Linked DNA regions of Mus musculus: regions 1, 2 and 3 are each linked to region 4. Evidence: chromatin contacts called from public HiChIP or PLAC-seq and promoter capture Hi-C data. All regions are on one chromosome and are shown on one strand. The core of a region is the stretch at or near the end of the contact, and the rest is flanking DNA. Distances in the headings are between cores, read along the strand shown.

Region 1 (4,254 bases), core at 883-3,382, 560 kb before region 4:
AAAAGAGAAAAGCAGAAAGAACTTTGCTTTGACAGGGGAAGAAACGTGTGTATGCTATAATCCACTATATATATATATACAGAAACAAATCCTTCATTAGCTGTGGCCTCTTCAGACATGCTGTAGACCTTCAGTCCCCTCTGCTGGGCTCTGTTCTACCCATCTTGTGCGGGCTATAGCCCAATCCTGTCTGCAGTTAGAAGCAGGCGACACTGATTCTACTGCATCCAGCCTCTCCCAACGCACACCTCGAGTCCTGTCCTGTCTCTGCCTGACCACCATGCCCACTCTGCACGGGTGCCTGACCTTATTTTATGCCACAATCACAAGGCTTAACTTTCCAGGGTTAAGCCTGCATCCTTGGCTCTTTCCTTCTCTTTTCTATCCTTTGAAGCACCATTTACTACCAATTCATTCCCCAAAAGGAGTATTCCCATTTCTTCTGCTAACAATGGGGGAAGCTATTTAGACAATGTGGTTCCTTGTAGCTATCTATCGCAAGGGAATCTGTTGATAATGCTTACCAGTTTTTACTTTTCTGTCCAAGCATTTACTACTGAGGTACACTTAAAACTGCAGACACTCTTATTTGAATTTCCTGAGGGCACTGAGTTAGTGAGAGTGGTCCCTGCATAGAGGAATTGTGATGTTTAGGGCTAGACATACTTAATGGGTCTATGTCATATTGCTTCATTTCTGTTTTTTATTTGCTTGTTTTTGAGATAGAGAGGATTTTTTTTTGGACCGAGTTTCTCTTTGTAGCCCTGGCTGTCCTGTTAATCACTCTGTAACACCAGGGTGGACTTGAATTCAGAGATCTGCTTTTCTCTGCCTCCCAAGCATTAGGACTAAAGGTGTGTGCCACCACTGCCACCCGGCTGAGAAAGGGGCTTCTTATGTGGCTTTTGTCTGGCCTTAAACTAACCAGGCAGACCAAAGGTGGCTTTGAACTCACAAAGATTCGACTGCCTCTGCCTCTTGGATAGATGGGATTAAAGGCATGCACAGTCACACCAGGCTAGACTTCAGTGCATTTCCAGAAAACTTCAAAATCAAAGATAACCAGATCTGTAATGTAATTAACAGGAACTATTCTGGAAGGAAGGTAAGCTGTACGAGAAGAACATATATACATACATATATATTTATTTTAAATATGAGGTATACATATTTACCTCATGAAATGAGAAAGAAAGCACGTCAGTTGGGACATTTTTATTCCTGTAGATCCTATTAATGTTCTGAATAGTCTTGTTGTCAACACAGATGATCCCCAGGTCAAATTTCTTCACTCCTAAGATACTCCTGACTAAATCCATCTTCCTGCGAAGTGGCACTCTTCTGATGGGGACCACCCGCTGCAGATTTTTAATCACCAAACTCATTTCGGGAAGAACACCCAGCCCTTTAAAAAAAAAAAAAAATGGTTGGAAGGAACCTGTGGTTAAAGTTCGAGAAAAGACCCGTAACTACTAGAGAGTGATAAGTTATGTAAAAACACACACGCGCTCACAATAAAACTTTATTTGATGGGATTTATCTGGTGGCAATGCTAAGGGAAATCACCTTTATTTACCCTAGGAAACTAATAAACAGGGTAGACTGGGCACAACGTGCAGAATAAGGCAAGTGGTTTGGGGCGGTTGCAATGGTGCAGGACCAGGTGAGGATGAGTGTGGGTGAGCAAATGGGGTCGCTGTGGGTCCAGCGTCTCTCGGGCACTCAGGCTGGAGGATCCACGCACGAACGAGGGGCTTCCACGCCGCACAATGCGGGATCGCCGTGCACTTACCGAATCCGACCGTGAAGAAGGTCGGGGGTCTGGCGGGCCGCCTGCCGGAAGATCAGCAGCAGCACACCCCAGAGAGCGGAAGCCGGATGCGGAGGACCGGAAGTTGGTCCTACAAATTTGATGTCCGTAGCGCACACCCAAGAGCCCGCTCCAGTGGCCGGTTTGTTGCGGTGCGGTGGGCCCGGTAGAGGCTGCACGCAGACTGTGGGCGAGCACAAGCGCTGGCGACAGTGGCCGTATCTGGCGGACTTGCTCCTCCCTCCGCGGCCTCCGCTGTCCCTTGTGTCTTTGCCGAGTTGCTGAAGGCCTTCACTAGTCTTCGCTCGAAGGCGTCTGTTAACCTAGCGGCCGGCTTCCGGAGTGTTAAGCATCGGGGATAAAAAGCTATTATTTCTAGACCAGGGCATCGCAAGTTCGAGTTACCGGGAGAAAAATGAGATGGTAGGAACCCAAAGCAGTAACATTTTAAATTACGGTTTTTGTGTTTTTATTTATTTATTTATTTATTTTGCCTTGGAGATCGCAAGAATCTGATAAGTGATGTGTTCCCGTCTTATTACTGAGGTTTTGTTTGTTTGTTTGTTTGCTTGTTTTTTCCCCGAGAAGGTATCAATTGAATAAAATGCTTTGCATTTTTATTTTAATCATAACGGATCAGGCTTCACCTAAGCCTGCTGGAGCACACCTGTGGTCCCAGCAGAAGGGAGACCGAGGCAGAAGAAAGGAACTTAAGGTTGTGCTTGATTGTAGTAAGCTTGAGGCAAGCCTGGGCTAAGCGAGACCTTGTCTTTTTTTTTTTTTTTTTTTTTTGGTTTTTCGAGACAGGGTTTCTCTGTATAGCCCTGGCTGGCCTGGAACTCACTTTGTAGACCAGGCTGGCCTTGAACTCAGAAATCTGCCTGCCTCTGCCTCCCGAGTGCTGGGATTAAAGGCATGCGCCACCAAGCCCGTTTTACGAGACCTTGTCTTTAATGAAAAGAAAAAGAAAAAAAAATCTTTAAACCTCCCTTACACCATAATCCATTTCTAATACCCTGTGTCCAAAACCTGTTGATCTGTGAGTGGTCGGCGGCCCGTTGTGCCCTTGCCTTTTAAATAATTGTCTTAGAATTTCTGTGATTTAAGAGTTGGAGCAAAATATGCTGTGATGTCCTAACCTTTTTTTTTTTTTCCAGGTCATCCTGAGGATGAAGGAGAGCTTCCCCTGGCAACAGATAATTTAAAGAGGAGAGCTACTTGTGTATAGTCCATATTTATTGCCTTCAGATAATTGGCTTGAAGATGCACCCGGTGAACCCCTTCGGAGGGCAGCAGCCCAGTGCTTTTGCGGTATCTTCCAGCACCACGGGAACATATCAGACTAAATCACCATTTCGATTTGGCCAGCCTTCCCTTTTTGGACAGAACAGCACACCCAGCAAGAGCCTGGCGTTTTCACAAGTACCAAGCTTTGCAACACCCTCTGGAGGAAGCCATTCTTCCTCCTTGCCAGCATTTGGACTCACCCAAACCTCAAGTGTGGGACTCTTCTCTAGTCTCGAATCCACACCTTCTTTCGCAGCTACTTCGAGTTCCTCTGTGCCCGGCAATACGGCATTCAGCTTTAAGTCAACCTCTAGTGTTGGGGTTTTCCCAAGTGGCGCTACTTTTGGGCCAGAAACCGGAGAAGTAGCAGGTTCTGGCTTTCGGAAGACGGAATTCAAGTTTAAACCTCTGGAAAATGCAGTCTTCAAACCGATACCGGGGCCTGAGTCAGAGCCAGAAAAAACCCAGAGCCAGATTTCTTCTGGATTTTTTACATTTTCCCATCCCGTTGGTAGCGGGTCTGGAGGCCTGACCCCTTTTTCTTTCCCACAGGTGACAAATAGTTCGGTGACTAGCTCAAGTTTTATCTTTTCGAAACCAGTTACTAGTAATACTCCTGCCTTTGCCTCTCCTTTGTCTAACCAAAATGTAGAAGAAGAGAAGAGGGTTTCTACGTCAGCGTTTGGAAGCTCAAACAGTAGCTTCAGTACTTTCCCCACAGCGTCACCAGGATCTTTGGGGGAGCCCTTCCCAGCTAACAAACCAAGCCTCCGCCAAGGATGTGAGGAAGCCATCTCCCAGGTGGAGCCACTTCCCACCCTCATGAAGGGATTAAAGAGGAAAGAGGACCAGGATCGCTCCCCGAGGAGACATTGCCACGAGGCAGCAGAAGACCCTGATCCCCTGTCCAGGGGCGACCATCCCCCAGATAAACGGCCAGTCCGCCTCAACAGACCCCGGGGAGGTACTTTGTTTGGCCGGACAATACAGGAGGTCTTCAAAAGCAATAAAGAGGCAGGCCGCCTGGGCAGCAAGGAATCCAAGGAGAGTGGCTTTGCGGAACCTGGGGAAAGTGACCACGCGGCCGTCCCAGGAGGGAGTCAGTCCACCATGGTACCTTCCCGCCTTCCAGCTGTGACTAAAGAGGAAGAAGAAAG
Region 2 (4,224 bases), core at 872-3,371, 570 kb after region 4:
TGGATGCTGTTCTTGATCCTCAGCTGTCTCCTTGGAAGAGTGTGTGACTAGGTGTGTGTGGAACCTCAGCTTATTATGGGGTGTCTGGGTCTGCTGTATGAAGGCAGGCTGGGATGCCCCATGCAAGGCAAGCCACTCTTCTCAGGTAACCAAAGTCATGCTAAGGTCTCATCCATGCCCAAGGGGCCTCCTTACAACATTAAAAAAAAAAAGGTGTGTGTATGTGTTCTGTGTATGGGTAGGTGTGTGTGAGTGCAGTACCTATAGAGGCCAGAAGAGGGTGCCAGACGTCCTGGAGAAGGGGCGCTGAGATCCAAACTCAGGTCCTTTGGGAAAACGGAGTGTTCTGTTTACATATACACATAGACATAGACATAGACATACACATATCTTAAGAACAGGCTTTGAAATACACACGAGTGAGCATCTTCCTGTTACCGGTTGTTCACTTTGCATAATGGTAGGCTTTCAGTGTGTGAATGGGTCATCATATGGTGTGAATGGATCGCAGTGTGGCTGTTTCTTGCTGCAGCTCACGTAGGTGCCGAGTTCATCCATCCTGTGCTGCACGTGTTGTTCTCCGATCACTTGGTAACAGATGCCCTCAGCCACAGACCCTCAGGTTTGATTCTTGTATCCTATAAACTGTTAATACAACACTTTATAATGCTTGGCATCTTAGAGCTGGTGGTACACTGTGGTCTGAACACTGCCTGCCCCGAGTCACTCACAGCTAATAGTGGAGGGAAGGTGTGCTCTGATCTCCAACAACTGCTTCAGTCAGCCTGGTTTCTGGAGTCCTGTCTCCCAGTTACACAGTCTGAGCTGGACATTCCAGAGATATGTTCAGCTAAGGATGACCATGATCTGTATTTGAGGAAAATCCATACCTTGGTCTGGTCTGGGTGTGGGATGAGTTCCAAATGCGTCCTTGTGGAAGACCTTGACAAACTTCTCGAAGAAAGGTCATGTGTACAGGGGAAAGGCTAAAAAAGGTTGGCTTCACAGACACTTGGCTTAGTAGCTTTGCAGTATTACCAGGAAGTGGGGATACTTGTCTGCTGGCCCTTCCTTGGAACAGAAACATACTTCTGTCAAACAGAGCGCCACTTCTCTGGAGGCTGCTGTGTGGTCCTGGAACACGGCCAATCAACACCTTCCTGAGACGACTGTGGGTGACTGTGTCAGCCCTGACTGGCCTGATTTGCAGGTGTTAGCAGACAGACACAGAGGGCCTGTGGGCTGCATTCTAAAAACTCACGCCAAGATACAAGGAAAGGACACTCTTGACCCCTTAGCCAGGGCTCCCGATGGATCTTCCAGCTCAAGCTTCCCTTGTTTTGCTTATCTAGTTGACTCCTTGGGCATGTTATTAAACTTCTAGGCATCTTGGTGTGCTGTGTAAAATGGGTTATTAGTGTCCACAATAGCATTCCAGAAACAGCAAATGGTAGGTCAGAAGGGAAGCTTTCTGTGCCTGTCACTCTCACCCACCCAAGCCACCTAGTGGTTACTTTGGGACTACGTAAGGAGGGAGAAAGGCAGCTAGATAGTGAGAATGAAGGGGAAGAGCTTGTCCTTCTGGAGAGCCATCTTGGGAATGGCCCTTGTGGAGGCTGGTCCACCCCATCCAGGAAATCAAATGAAAAAAGATGAAATGGGAGCATGTGCTGGCTTTCTGGGCCAACAGAAGCCATCCTCTGTGTCCTCAAAGGATGCCTTTTCTAGACATGAGCCCTCCTGTGACATTCAAATTAAAGGCCAGAGGCCTGTTCCAGGAGTGTGTGGTCCATAAACCATGCCTGGTAACCTCCTTATTCGTCTTCCGGACCACCTGAAAGGGTTAGCCTGAGTTTCTTTGCCCTCTCTTACCCAAATGCAGCCTGCATATAAGAAAAAGTCCCCAAATGTGGGTGGTGAAGAGGCTACTGGTTGGGCCAAAACGTTCCTCTGGGTCCTGACCTAGCACACAGCGCCCCCACTCCTCCCGTGCCTCCCTGCGTGGACGCGCAGTCTTGCACCCACATCCGGGGTCTCTGGGCCTAGGACCTTGAGTCGCGCGTCCCCGGGGCTCTGCGCGCACCCGGGCGCCTGACCCGCCCCGTGACGCATTCGCAACCGTCCTGAATCGCGGCTGGCCAGCGCGCACCCGCGGCGCGGGGCGCGCGCCTCGTGCACGCGCCCGACCACGTGACTCCGCGCGACCAACCAGCGCGCCGGGATTTAGGGATAAAGCGCGGCCCCGCGACAGTTGCGGCGGGAGAGCGGCGGGGCAGAGAGCGTGACTCGCCCGCTCCAGTGCCACCGGTTCCCGCTGCGCTTGCCGCCGCCGTCGCTGCGCAACCATGTCGGAAGAGAAGCCCAAGGTAAGCCCGGTACGCAAGCCGCAGCAGATTCCGCGGAACGCAGGCCGGGCCGCGCGCAAAAAGGGCCCGCGGGGCCGCGCCCGAGCCTCAGCGCCCCTCCCCCACCGACCCGCGCCCCTCCCCCACCAGCATTGCACTCCGCCCCGGGCAGCGCGCTAGCCCCACCCCCGGCTGTGCCTCCCGCCACACCAAGGCTCCGCCTCCGGGGTAGCCCCGCCCCGGGTGTAGCCCCGCCCACGGCTCGAGAACCCGGAACTTGGGTGCTGGTTCTTGGTTCGCAAGGGCCTCACTCCCTGACGCGGCCATCCTTTCGCGTGCCGTGCGCACAGTTGCACGCGTGGTGCTGCGCGTGAGGCTCAGCGGGCGCTCGTGAGAGCTGCACCGGAGTAAGAGCAAGGCTGGCCGCTCCGGGCTTCCAATGTTCGCCCGGCCGCATGCCCTTCCACTCCATCGCCGTGGTCTCGGCAGTTGGTGCGTGGGAAGGCCAGGGTTGCCCATTTCAAATTGAACAGTTTTCCCACACTCACCTGCCCTGCTGGGGGCAGTTTTATCCAACGGGAGATAAACGTTGGAGCCTGGCATTCTGTGCTCTTGACTGGCCTGGAGATGACCACTGTGTTGGCTCAGGTGAGAGACCCCAGGAGCAGGGCAAGCATCTGGACTAATGCCATGGTACCATGCTCAGCAGCCGAGCCCAGAAATATCTTGCCTGCGAGGTCCTTACCTTTAATTTCAGCTCAGCCTTGGGTCCTGCCTGCACCATCCCGGATATTGAATGAGCACCTGTTCGCCCTGTGCCAAGAGTAGACAACTTACTTTATTATATTTTGTAGCTGGTAACTACAACAAGAGTTGTAACCTTTTGGTGCGGTTAGGCAGGAAGTGAATGCCTGGTGTGTACTGGAGTGGCCATGCCTTCTGCCTCGGGTTAGTGGAGACAGAGGGTTATATGTTATATTTTGGTGACGCAGCCCAGGGGCTGTTGTCCACTAGGCAGATGCTCTACCAGTGAGTTACTTACTCTCTCCACACCCCCACAGCGGCCCCCCCCCCTTTTTTTTTAGACAAGGTTCCTTTGTGGTCCAAGCTGTCCTGGAGTTTAAGACCAGGCTGACTTCAAACTCAAAAGAGATCTTCCTGTTTCTGTCTCCTGAATGTTTCCCTGTGTAGCTCATGCTGGCCTCCACCTATACCCAGGAGCTCCCGGGTGTCAGGTGTTGGCAGTCAGTGTGCTGAGTAAGCCCTCCTTCTTCTGTATTTACTTGCTAATTAGAGAACTCCAGGCCAGAGCCCAGCCAGGCATCCTTCCGTTGGAGGGAAGCAAGCCTGAGGCCTTTCACCTCTGTCTCTGTTTTTGAACACACACATCCTTTCGGGAACCGGGTTAGAAGTCAGCATCTTGGGACCTGGAGTGATTCATGCTTCTCACTAGCGGACTTTACTTTTTCTCATATTGGATGCCACCCTTTGGAGAAGGGGGCAAGCTCTGTGGACAGTGCTGCTGTGTCACTGGTGTCCTGGGAGTGAGTGGGCAGGGGAAGGGGAAGGGATGATGCCTCAAGGTGTGCCTTCAGGTTCTTGATGGAGCCTCTCTCCTGCCGAACCATTTCTCAGACTAGAAGGAGCCATGCTCCTACCTAAAGCTGTTAGGACCCAGTGCAGGGCAGGTTGCTTTCTGCACCCTGCACCCGAGCTTCCTGACACTAGTCTACCTCTCTCTCCGGGAATAAAAATGTTGCTGAGGACACCCCTGGGAAGCAGGGTGCTTCCATGGAGCATGCTCTGTGGAACCGTGGGGGAAAAGAAGGCTGGCGTGAGGACAGGGAAAAAGCTTGATCTGCAAGTAGAGCAAGGGATC
Region 3 (4,614 bases), core at 1,104-3,603, 530 kb before region 4:
TAAGGACCCCTGTGAAAGGATTGTTCAGTCCCCCTAAAGGGGTTGCAGCCCACAGGTTGAGAACCCCCCTGCCTTACACCATCTGCATTCTAGGGGCAGAACTCAGTTGGCAGGTGTGGCCGCAAGTGTCTTTTATCTACTGAGCTGTCTCACTGGCCCAGGATCAGAAGTTTGATTCTGTAAAATAGTTCGGTGGTGGTGGTGGTGGTTGTTTTTTGAGACAAGGTCTCACTCACTATGTACCCTGACTGGCCTGGAACTTGCTATGTAGATCATGCTGGCCCCAAACACAGAGATCCAGCTGCCTCTGCCTCCCAATTGCTGGCATTAAAGGTGTGCGCCAACTCACCTTACTGAAATGGGTATGTGTAACTCCAGGGATGGTTTCTATTGCTCGGGCCCTTTCCTCTTCAGCTCACAGTTTTCAATCTCGTTCGAATGAGCCAATTTCACAACTGTCCTTTGCACTTACCCAAGTAAATAACCCAGTAGAGGGCCAACCTCCATTTTAAAATGATAACCTGTTTTGTGAGCTTCACAATTAGATTTGGTGTCTGGGACCCTGTATCCATATGGTATTTCTCTTGTTTTCCTGAGGATTTCTGTAAGTCATTTTAAAATTAGACATTCCCTGAAATGTTACTTTCTTTCATCTACAGAATACTAGAAAACTGGCTAAAGGTCAAATTCACAGGAGATGACAGCATGGTGGGTGACATAGGAGATAATGCTGGTGATATCCAGACCCTCTCAGTCTTTAATACACTTAGTAGTAAAGGGGATCAAACAGTTTCTGTCAACGTGTGTATAAAGGTGAGTGACAGTCACTTCATGTACATATCTCTAGGTTTCATTTTCTCTCCTCAGATGTCTCTGAAATTATAAATTACTATTTATTCTCAAAGGTGGTTTTCAATGACTCTGAGATGATCGAAGTAAATGCCATTGTCTGTTTTTCTTTACATCTTGATTAATATACCACAGCCATCTACTTGGTGTAAGGTTTTAGTACAGATTCTGGGAGAGCAATGTACTTGCCCTCTGTCGTGGTTACAAATAATAATATATAATATTATCCAGATATAATCCATTTTTTTAAGAGGGGAAGCTTACTTTCGCTCATAGTATTGAAGGTTTCAGTCCATGACTGATGCCCTTGTTGCTTTTCTGAGGACGCACATAGCAGAAGAAAAGTGTACACTTGACAGCCAGGACACAGCTGAGGAGGTTGGCAGCCCACAGTCCTTCAAAGTCATGTCCCCAGTGACCTCATATCTCCACAGATCCCACCTCTTCAGTATCCCTCCCATCTCCCAGTCATGCCAAGCTGGAGGCCAAGCAGTAAACACTTGGCTCCTCAGGGCCAGACTACAGCAAGCACTGAGCCTTGGCTGCCACATTCCTCCTTGAGAATGTGATGCACTCTACAGGATTCCTTTCTACTTTATCTTTTGCTTGACTCAAGCTGCAGCCTCTACCCAACAGCAGACCTTAGGCCCCTTTTTGTTTTATTGCGAGCACTAATCCCTGTTAATGTCATTCTCATAGCTCTTTGATTTTGTCAGGTTTCTTAGTCCTTATTTCTTTTAAACACAATATTCCTACTAATTAAAGTTCCCAACACGGTGTATTTCCTTTGCTAGGGCTCTGCTTAGTAGGCCCTTGGGTTTGAAGTAAATTTGTGCATATGGTCTTGGAACAATGGCTAGTACTTGTGTGATGTTGGTGTTGGTGATAGTAACAATACCTTTTCTTGGTTTAGTCCTTTAGATGATTCTGAGGAAAGGACATGGAGGGGGGAATTTTTCTGATTGCTATCCTCCTGAAAATATATTTACCTTATATTCTCTCTCTCTCTGCTTTTTCTTGTTTTGGCTTGGTTTGGTTCTGTTTGGTTTGGTTTGGTTTGGTTTGGTTGGGCTTCTCTGTGTAGCCCTCACTACTCACTGTCCTGGAACTTGCACCGTAGACTAGGCTGCCCTTGAATTCAGAGATCCATCTGAGTGCTGGGACTAATGGCCTGTGCCGCCGCCATGCGTGGCCCAGCTTTGTCTTTGAAGGACTGTCCAGGGCACAGTGAATAGAGCTCTGCAACTGTCCTTGCTGAGGCAGACTGTCTCCTGTGTTGTCCTCTGGTACATTCACCCTGACATCTTTGATTTTGTTGCAGGTGGCTCATGGCACCCTTAGTGACAGTGCCCTTGATGCTGTGGAGACCCAGAAGGACCTGTTGGGAACCAGTGGGCTCATGCTGCTGCTTCCCCCGAAAGTGAAGAGTGAGGAGGTGGCAGAGGAGGAACTGTCCTGGCTGTCGGCTTTACTGCAGCTCAAGCAGCTTCTGCAGGCCAAGCCCTTCCAGCCTGCCCTGCCGCTGGTGGTCCTCGTGCCCAGCTCCAGAGGGGACTCCGCGGGGAGGGCAGTAGAGGACGGTGTGTGAAGGAAGCCCCGTTCCTGATCCCATACCTTTAAGAAGTGGGTGGGGCATGAGTGTGATGGATGGCCAGCAGAGCAGTGTGGGGAGCTTTGGGGTTAGTGCCCTATTTGTTCTGTCCACAGCGCAGGGCCACAACTAGCTTGGGATGTGTCGCATGTGCAAAATGAGTATTATTACATGGGTCCTTCCTGTTTCTCTTAAAGGTCTGATGTTACAGGATTTGGTTTCAGCCAAGCTGATTTCCGATTACATTGTTGTTGAGATTCCTGACTCTGTTAATGATTTACAAGGCACAGTGAAGGTATGGTTTCACCTTTTAAAGGTCTGTCAGGGTACTTGTTGGTTTCTCTCCTGAGCTACCTATCTTCTCATCTGTCTGGAATGTAATATATGTGGTTGTTTGGATTTTGAGACACTGTCATGTAGGGCAGGCTGATCTCAAGTTTGCTAGGCAGTCAGGGTAACCTAGAAGTGATGCTTCCTCTTCCTCTTCTGTGAGTATAGGCATGTACCGTCCTGTCCAGCTTATATTAGTGATCTCCATTTTAATCTTATGTTTTACACACACACACACACACACACACACTATTTCTAAAGATACAGCAGGCAGGAATAAAAATAAAATTTAAAAAACACCCATAGTATGGTTTCAGTAATATGTTAAATAAGTTTTTTGGCTTTGCTTTGTTTTTTTTTTCTTTCTTTTTTTTTTTGTTTTTTTGTTTTTTGTTTTTTGTTTTTTGTTTTTTGTTTTGTTTTTTCGAGACAGGGTTTCTCTGTGTAGCCCTGGCTGTCCTGGAACTCACTCGGTAGACCAGGCTGGCCTCGAACTCAGAAATCCACCTGCCTCTGCCTCCTGAGTGCTGGGATTAAAGGCGTGCACCACCACGCCCAGCCTTGGTTTTGCTTTTATGAAATTAAAATGACCATTTATATATTACATCTGAATGTCAGATTTATCTAATTAATTTTTTAGAATGAATGCTTTTACAAAATATAAAGAAGTGATATTACCTGAGACTTCCTGGAAAGGTTCTGCTAAAAATGGTTTAGGAAAAGAAGTGTAGGGATTGCATATGGCCTGAGGATGTAGCTCAGGGGTACAGTCCCACTTGACATATAAGAATGTCCTAGGTTCAAAAGATGGCCTAGTCAGCTATCACTGGAAAAAGAGGCCCATTAGACATGCAAACTGTATATGCCCCAGTACAGGGGAACAGCAGGGCCAAAAAAAATGGGAATGAGTGGGTAGGGAAGTGTGGGGGGAGGGTATGGGGGACTTTTGGGATAGCATTGGAAATGTAATTGAGGAAAATATATAATAAAAAAATAATATAATAATAAAAGATATAATAAAATTCTCAATAAAAGGCTATCATAGTAAAAAAAAAAAAAAAAAAAAAAAAAAAAAAAAAAAAAGAATGTCCTAGGTTTTATCTCCAGCACTCTATGAAAACCAAACCAAAGCTGGACAGGAAGAGGTAATGGCAGAGCGTGAGGAAGCTGCCTGGCGTTCAGTGACGACCCTAGTTCTAGGAATAAGATGGAGTGGCTCTGCTCCTGTGGGTGGTGAGGAAGCCCTCATGAGGTCCTTGGTCCTTCCAGGAGGGCTCTGCAGGCCCCACTTACTAATTAGATAAGACTCATGGGGCCCTCTGTGGTGCCTCTGGGAGGCACATCCACAAGGCTCTAGAAGCCCAGACTCAGGCACGCAGAGGCCTTGTGCCCTTTCCTGCAGCGGCTGAGATTTTGTTGTTGGGGCATTTTCCTAAAACAGCCATGGGCAGAGTGCTAAGCCCCTTTCGAAAACTACTTTTTAAAACGAGTGTGACTTGTTTGAGCAGATCTCTCCCAATTGTCTTGACCCTCAGGTTTCTGGAGCAGTCCAGTGGCTGATCTCCCGATGTCCTCAAGCCCTAGACCTTTGCTGCCAGACCCTTGTTCAGTATGTTGAGGATGGGATCAGCCGCGAGTTCAGCCGTCGGTTTTTCCACGACAGGAGAGAGAGGCGCCTGGCTAGCCTGCCCTCCCAGGAGCCTAGCACCATTATTGAGTTGTTCAACAGTGTGCTGCAGTTCCTGGCCTCTGTGGTATCCTCTGAGCAGCTGTGTGACATCTCCTGGCCTGTCATGGAATTTGCCGAAGTGGGAGGCAGCCAGCTGCTTCCTCACCTGCACTGG
Region 4 (4,596 bases), core at 851-3,350:
ATTCTTCCCCAAGTCTTCTCCAAATGACCCAGGGTGGGTGGGGTGGGGGAGGCTGGAGAGATGGCTCAGGGGTTAAGAGCACTGGCTGCTCTTTCAGAGGACCCTGGTTCAATTCCCAGCACCCACATGGCAGCTCACAATTGGTACAGGGACCATTCTACCTCTGGTCCACCTACAAGGTGCAGGTCCTTCAGGAATCCTAACACAGGGATAAACAGGACTGCAGGAAGCCCAGTGCCCTGGGATAGATGCGCTTATCAGTATCTTCTTCTCTGTGACATATAGGCCATGCAGACTGGATACCACTACCTGTTCCTGTGGGTAGGGTGTCCTCACTGAACCCCAAAGAGGCACAGACCTGTCTGGCACAGAGATAATCACAATCTTCCTCCACACCCCCTCTACCTCCTTTACCTTGCCCTTCAGGCTGTAAGTAGTAAGTGGCCCGAGGGTGTAGATAACCAACACAGCCAGATATGGGAGCCTTCCAGCTCACCCTAAAATTCCTCCAGCTACCTGACCATCATTTCCAAAGAATGTGACATTTGTTCCTGTCCCTTTCAACTCACAAGGACTTGCATTGCTGGACCAAGTCTGGCGTGGTTAATGGCAAGGGTCCTGCAGATTTCCCAGGCAGGAGGTGGGGGTAGCAGCCAGCCCCAAGAGCGCATGCATGCCTGCTGCCAACTTGTAGAGAGGAGCCAGTGCGTTTTCCAAACGTGCCATGAGGCCCGCCATTGCTTTCCACATCTCTGGCCAGAGAAGCACTCTAGCTTCCTGATTCCCTTGTATAGCAACTAGGTGGCCAGCACCTTTGCATGTACCAAGAAGGCCCAAGTCCAGAGGGGTGTGGCCCCCATGGGCTGGGGAGGAGCCGTGCTGGTGTGGAGACTGGGTTCTCACACCTGGGACCCCATTCGTATAGATGACCATACCTATAGTCTAACCTCCCGGCACCCCACCACCTTGGGAATCTATTAAACCAGAGTTGCTGGTCGGCCATTCCTCTTTGGACCCATGCCCCTCTCCATTCGTTCTACTTTGCTGCCCTCGCAAGTACTCCGCCAAAACCCATCAGGAGGAAAGAGGCTGGTTTCAGGGAGCCCCGCCCTCTCCCAACCCACCTCAGGCTGCTAGCAGCCTCCACCTGCTGAGCATCAGCTGAACATCCCTGCTGGGGTGAGAGTTTGAAAGATTGGGGGATTGGTGGTGAAGGAGGGTGGGGTGGGGCCTAAAACGCTTAGGCCAGACTTCTGTCCCTGTTAACAGTCAAGTAGGTTGATACAAGGTGAGTAAGGTTTTGTGTGTGTGTGTGTGTGTGTGTGTGTGTGTGTGTGTGTGTGTAGGGGGTCTCCATGCATAGCTCAGCGCAATCCGTCGGTGCCCTTGGAACCTAAAGACGCTGATACCCAAACGAAGGGCGTGCACAGCTGGTGCAGTCTATATCTAGCGGTCAATGCCTTGGTGCCTGGAATGCTTTAGCAGGTGGTCGCGGGGCGCTCGTCTCAAGAGGAGCCGGACAGAGCCAGCGCAGACTTCTGCAGGCCAGCAGGGGTCAGGGGCGGACCCGGGGAGGGGCCTTGCTTGGTCTTAGGCCGGGCGGTCACCTCTGTGCTCGATCAGATCAAGCAATCTGCTGTGAGCTGAGACCCGGTCAAGCGCTGGACGGGTAGGGGGCTCGTAAAGGGGCTCAGGCGGGCTGCGGGGCCCAGGGGTTGGGTGAAGAGGAGACGGGATGGAAGGGGGCGGGGAAGAAGGGACTTATTGGAGAGGCGGACAGAGAGGGTCGGCTTGAGGAGGAAGCACAGGAGCCCGAACACTGGGCGAGCGTACTGAAGGGGGCCTGGAGTCTAGAGATGTAGGTTCTTAGGGCACAGGCTAGCAGACGCGCCACCGGTCGTCCGCTCCTCAGGGAACCACAAGACCCACCCGGTAGTAAATCTCCAAGTGTAGAGGGCGCGTGCATGAACCCCCTGTGGAAGTAGCTGCGGGTGTAGCCAGGTGTTTGCCCCGCCTCCTGGAAGTTCTGCGGCTGCGCCTCCTGTCTACCACGCTGGCCACTCCTTCGGGGCGTGGTCAGTCAGGTAACCACGCCTCTCCATGCGGCCCTTGAGCCTACGCGCGGGTTTTTGGGTGTTGTAGTCTGCGTGTGCGCGTTGAATCAGCCACAGGCCTGTGGGACGCAGAGCTAGGAATCCATTCTATGCGTGCCTGGGGAGCCACGGGGTAGTGCAAGGTACGGTTCTGTTCCTTCCGGTGTCCTGAAGACGAAAGCGGGCTGAATTCTCCACTACAGAGGACCGCGGAGTCCTTGGCGCGACTACAAAGCTCCAGGCAGGGTTTGTAGCGTGCGGAAGGCGCATGCGGGGTCTGCTGGGTGGAAGACAAGCAGAAGTCTTTGGGATGCATAGGGGCAGTAGGATAGGTGTGGGACACGGGCTAGTATCTGTGGGGTGTCAGGGTCCTTCTGTGAATACAGAGTATAGGTGAGGACCTCAGCGTTACGAGCCTCGGGGCAAGAGTCTGAGTGCTGGCCCGCATCCTGGGCTCATGGTTGCAGAACCGTCGGGAGGATAAATCCCCAGGCTGCCTAGTGGGACCTTTGAGCGCCATTTCTCTCCTTGTCATTCCTCTGGAACGGAGTTCTTTTGCTTTCAAAGTATCTTCCTCAGGTCAGGAATCACCACGTGCGCCTGCCCCAGCGACTTTAGAGCACGTGTTGCCTGCAAGGAAACCCCACTGCCCACGCCCTGGACGTGGCGCGCCTCCAAGGCTCATTGTTTAGCTCAGAGGTTGTAGGCACCCTGACAACTGTTAACAACTTCCCTTTGGAACAGGTGGAATCTGCAGCTTGTACAGGCTGCCTGTAGTAGCCAGTCTTTTCTGTACTTCCAGCATCTCTGTGACAGGGATACTAGACTTGGCTAATAGCCTAGGAATAAACCATATTGACGTGACTCCTCACCCGGTGAGTGTTCCCATCCTAACTTCCCTGTCTTCACGATGTTGGTCGGAACCTCAGGGGGCTAGAAGATGTTTGTGGGCCTTCTCTCAGTGGAGAGGATAGACTAAATCCTTAGACTTGCTTGCCTGACTGTTAAGAAGTAGCCTCCTCCCAGTGAGACTCAAGGACTCCGGGAGCTGCTCAGATGGACTCAGCAGGGCACAGAGCCTCTGACTTTGCAGAGCCTGACACATTCTCCGGGCTAGGGAGCCGGATGTGTGCCTTCCAACAAGGCACTGGGGCTGAGGAAAGAGATTGATTCTGGGCATTTGAGCCAGTGGCAAAGATACAGTCAACACTCAGCCACCACAATGGGAGAAGGGCATTGGCGTTTGTTTTCCCCCCTTCCTTAATTAAAAGGAACCTTCCTGTTTCAAGATAAAAAGAAAGTGGGCCTTGGAAAGAAGTTTGTGAACAGTTGTATTCCACACTTCTTACCCACCTCCACCCCTACCCCCATCTCTCACACGGGTGCTAGGCTGGTCAGAAAGGACTGTGTAGTGCCCCTCCCCGACACTACAACCCACCCGGGCTGCCAAGAATTTCTTTCAGTTGCCTGGAAGAGGTTGCAAGTTAAGAAGCCACAGGATGCTCAGGGCATATGGAGTCCTGGTCCACTGTGAGGCCCGCAAGCCATGAGCTTCCTTCCATACTCAGTTCCAATATGTAGAGAACAGGATTCCCCCTCATCTTTCCTTTGGCTGAATAGAGCTGAACCTAGCTTTGTTAGGAAGAGCAGCCTGGGCTCTGAGCTAGAGAAAGAGGGTATTGTGTCAGAGCTGGACACTAACTATGTGGCAGTGATGTTACCTCCAGTAGAGTGTCATAAACTGCCCCAGGCAGTCTCTGCCTAGGTAACAGCCTGGAGAATCCAGGCTGAGACCACCTGCCCCGTGCAAACAAGAGTTTGGGCCCCTGTTTTTTTGACTCGGACCTTGGACTCCCTGGCCACTATTCTGAATAGCAGCTTTTCCTCTGTCTGGCCTGTGGCCTGCCCAGTAGTCACTACTCCAGACCTAGAAGCTCTGGGAAGTTTGCGATTCTAAGCTTTCAACCCCTAGTCCATCCCATGCTATTAGCAAGTCCTGTGGGAAGGTAGCAGAGCCGAGCCTGCGGCTCTGGAACTGGGGGAGGCAGTTCCGGAAACGTTTCAAGTTTGAGCAGAGCAGCAGCTGGAGAAGGCCAGAGGGCCTGACTGTTCCTGTTTCTACCTCCTAGGCATGAGGGCCCTGGGCTTACTTCAGACCCAGGCAGTACCTCCTAGCTTAGATGAGGGAAGAGCCAGAGGCAGGTCCCAGGCGCTTGTGGCTTTACCAAGAGCCAGTCCCTAATTCCTAGTCTCTAGGCATCTAGGTTTTTCTGTTGAACGGGTGTTTATGGTGGAAAGCGTGAGCTGGGCAGGGGAGATGACTTGGTACGTGGTTCCCCAGAGACTAGGAGGTGCCCATGTGTCCCCTGTGAGCACATGCCAGGATCCTCATCAGTAACGTGGTCTGAGCAGAGAAGCCCAGGGACTCAGTCTAGGCTCCTGGCTCTTGTCACTGAGATTGCAAAACATCTTGTGATGTAGGACAGCTCCCTTGAACAGACCT

The links. Promoter capture Hi-C pulls out the DNA fragments that hold promoters and counts their contacts. HiChIP or PLAC-seq counts read pairs in DNA pulled down with a chosen protein or histone mark.
Region 1: a promoter capture Hi-C map of the HPC-7 cell line shows a contact between it and region 4. The contact joins the promoter of Ybey here to the promoter of Slc19a1 in region 4. A contact is called at or near these places in 9 of 39 promoter capture datasets (the C10 cell line, the HPC-7 cell line, cranial neural crest and 5 more), 1 of 484 Hi-C or Micro-C datasets (embryonic stem cells), 2 of 115 datasets of contacts at active chromatin or transcription factors (astrocytes and embryonic stem cells) and 1 of 9 other capture datasets (embryonic stem cells).
Region 2: a promoter capture Hi-C map of pre-B cells shows a contact between it and region 4, with 2.5 times the contacts expected there. The contact joins the promoter of Sumo3 here to the promoter of Slc19a1 in region 4. A contact is called at or near these places in 4 of 39 promoter capture datasets (the C10 cell line, hematopoietic stem and progenitor cells, hippocampal neurons and 1 more) and 1 of 115 datasets of contacts at active chromatin or transcription factors (epiblast stem cells).
Region 3: a contact with region 4 is called in an H3K27ac HiChIP or PLAC-seq map of extraembryonic endoderm stem cells, with 8 times the contacts expected there. The contact joins the enhancer-like site here to the promoter of Slc19a1 in region 4. A contact is called at or near these places in 4 of 39 promoter capture datasets (the 3T3-L1 cell line, hippocampal neurons and liver), 2 of 115 datasets of contacts at active chromatin or transcription factors (astrocytes and extraembryonic endoderm stem cells) and 1 of 9 other capture datasets (embryonic stem cells).

Annotation. Positions count from the first base shown.
Region 1 is chr10:76,466,982-76,471,235 of GRCm38.p6, forward strand. It overlaps Ybey (ybeY metallopeptidase), which reads right to left and starts at 2,133. Exons shown (of 5, transcript NM_172550.4): 1 at 1,793-2,133; 2 at 1,176-1,405. The coding sequence starts at 1,385. It overlaps Mcm3ap (minichromosome maintenance complex component 3 associated protein), which reads left to right and starts at 1,921. Exons shown (of 29, transcript NM_019434.3): 1 at 1,921-2,233; 2 at 2,968-4,254. The coding sequence starts at 3,074.
Region 2 is chr10:77,603,976-77,608,199 of GRCm38.p6, forward strand. It overlaps Sumo3 (small ubiquitin-like modifier 3), which reads left to right and starts at 2,122. Exons shown (of 4, transcript NM_019929.4): 1 at 2,122-2,366. The coding sequence starts at 2,346.
Region 3 is chr10:76,501,993-76,506,606 of GRCm38.p6, forward strand. It overlaps Mcm3ap (minichromosome maintenance complex component 3 associated protein), which reads left to right. Exons shown (of 29, transcript NM_019434.3): 21 at 660-813; 22 at 2,171-2,429; 23 at 2,638-2,735; 24 at 4,306-4,614. Among named protein-coding and RNA genes, the nearest start is that of Lss, 27 kb to the right of the region's middle. Within about 2 kb of position 2,354, at least 12 of the 459 cell types and tissues checked have an H3K27ac peak or open chromatin away from gene starts, as enhancers often do. A contact at or near this core is called in extraembryonic endoderm stem cells, where this site is marked.
Region 4 is chr10:77,031,112-77,035,707 of GRCm38.p6, forward strand. It overlaps Slc19a1 (solute carrier family 19 (folate transporter), member 1), which reads left to right and starts at 2,101. Exons shown (of 6, transcript NM_031196.3): 1 at 2,101-2,236.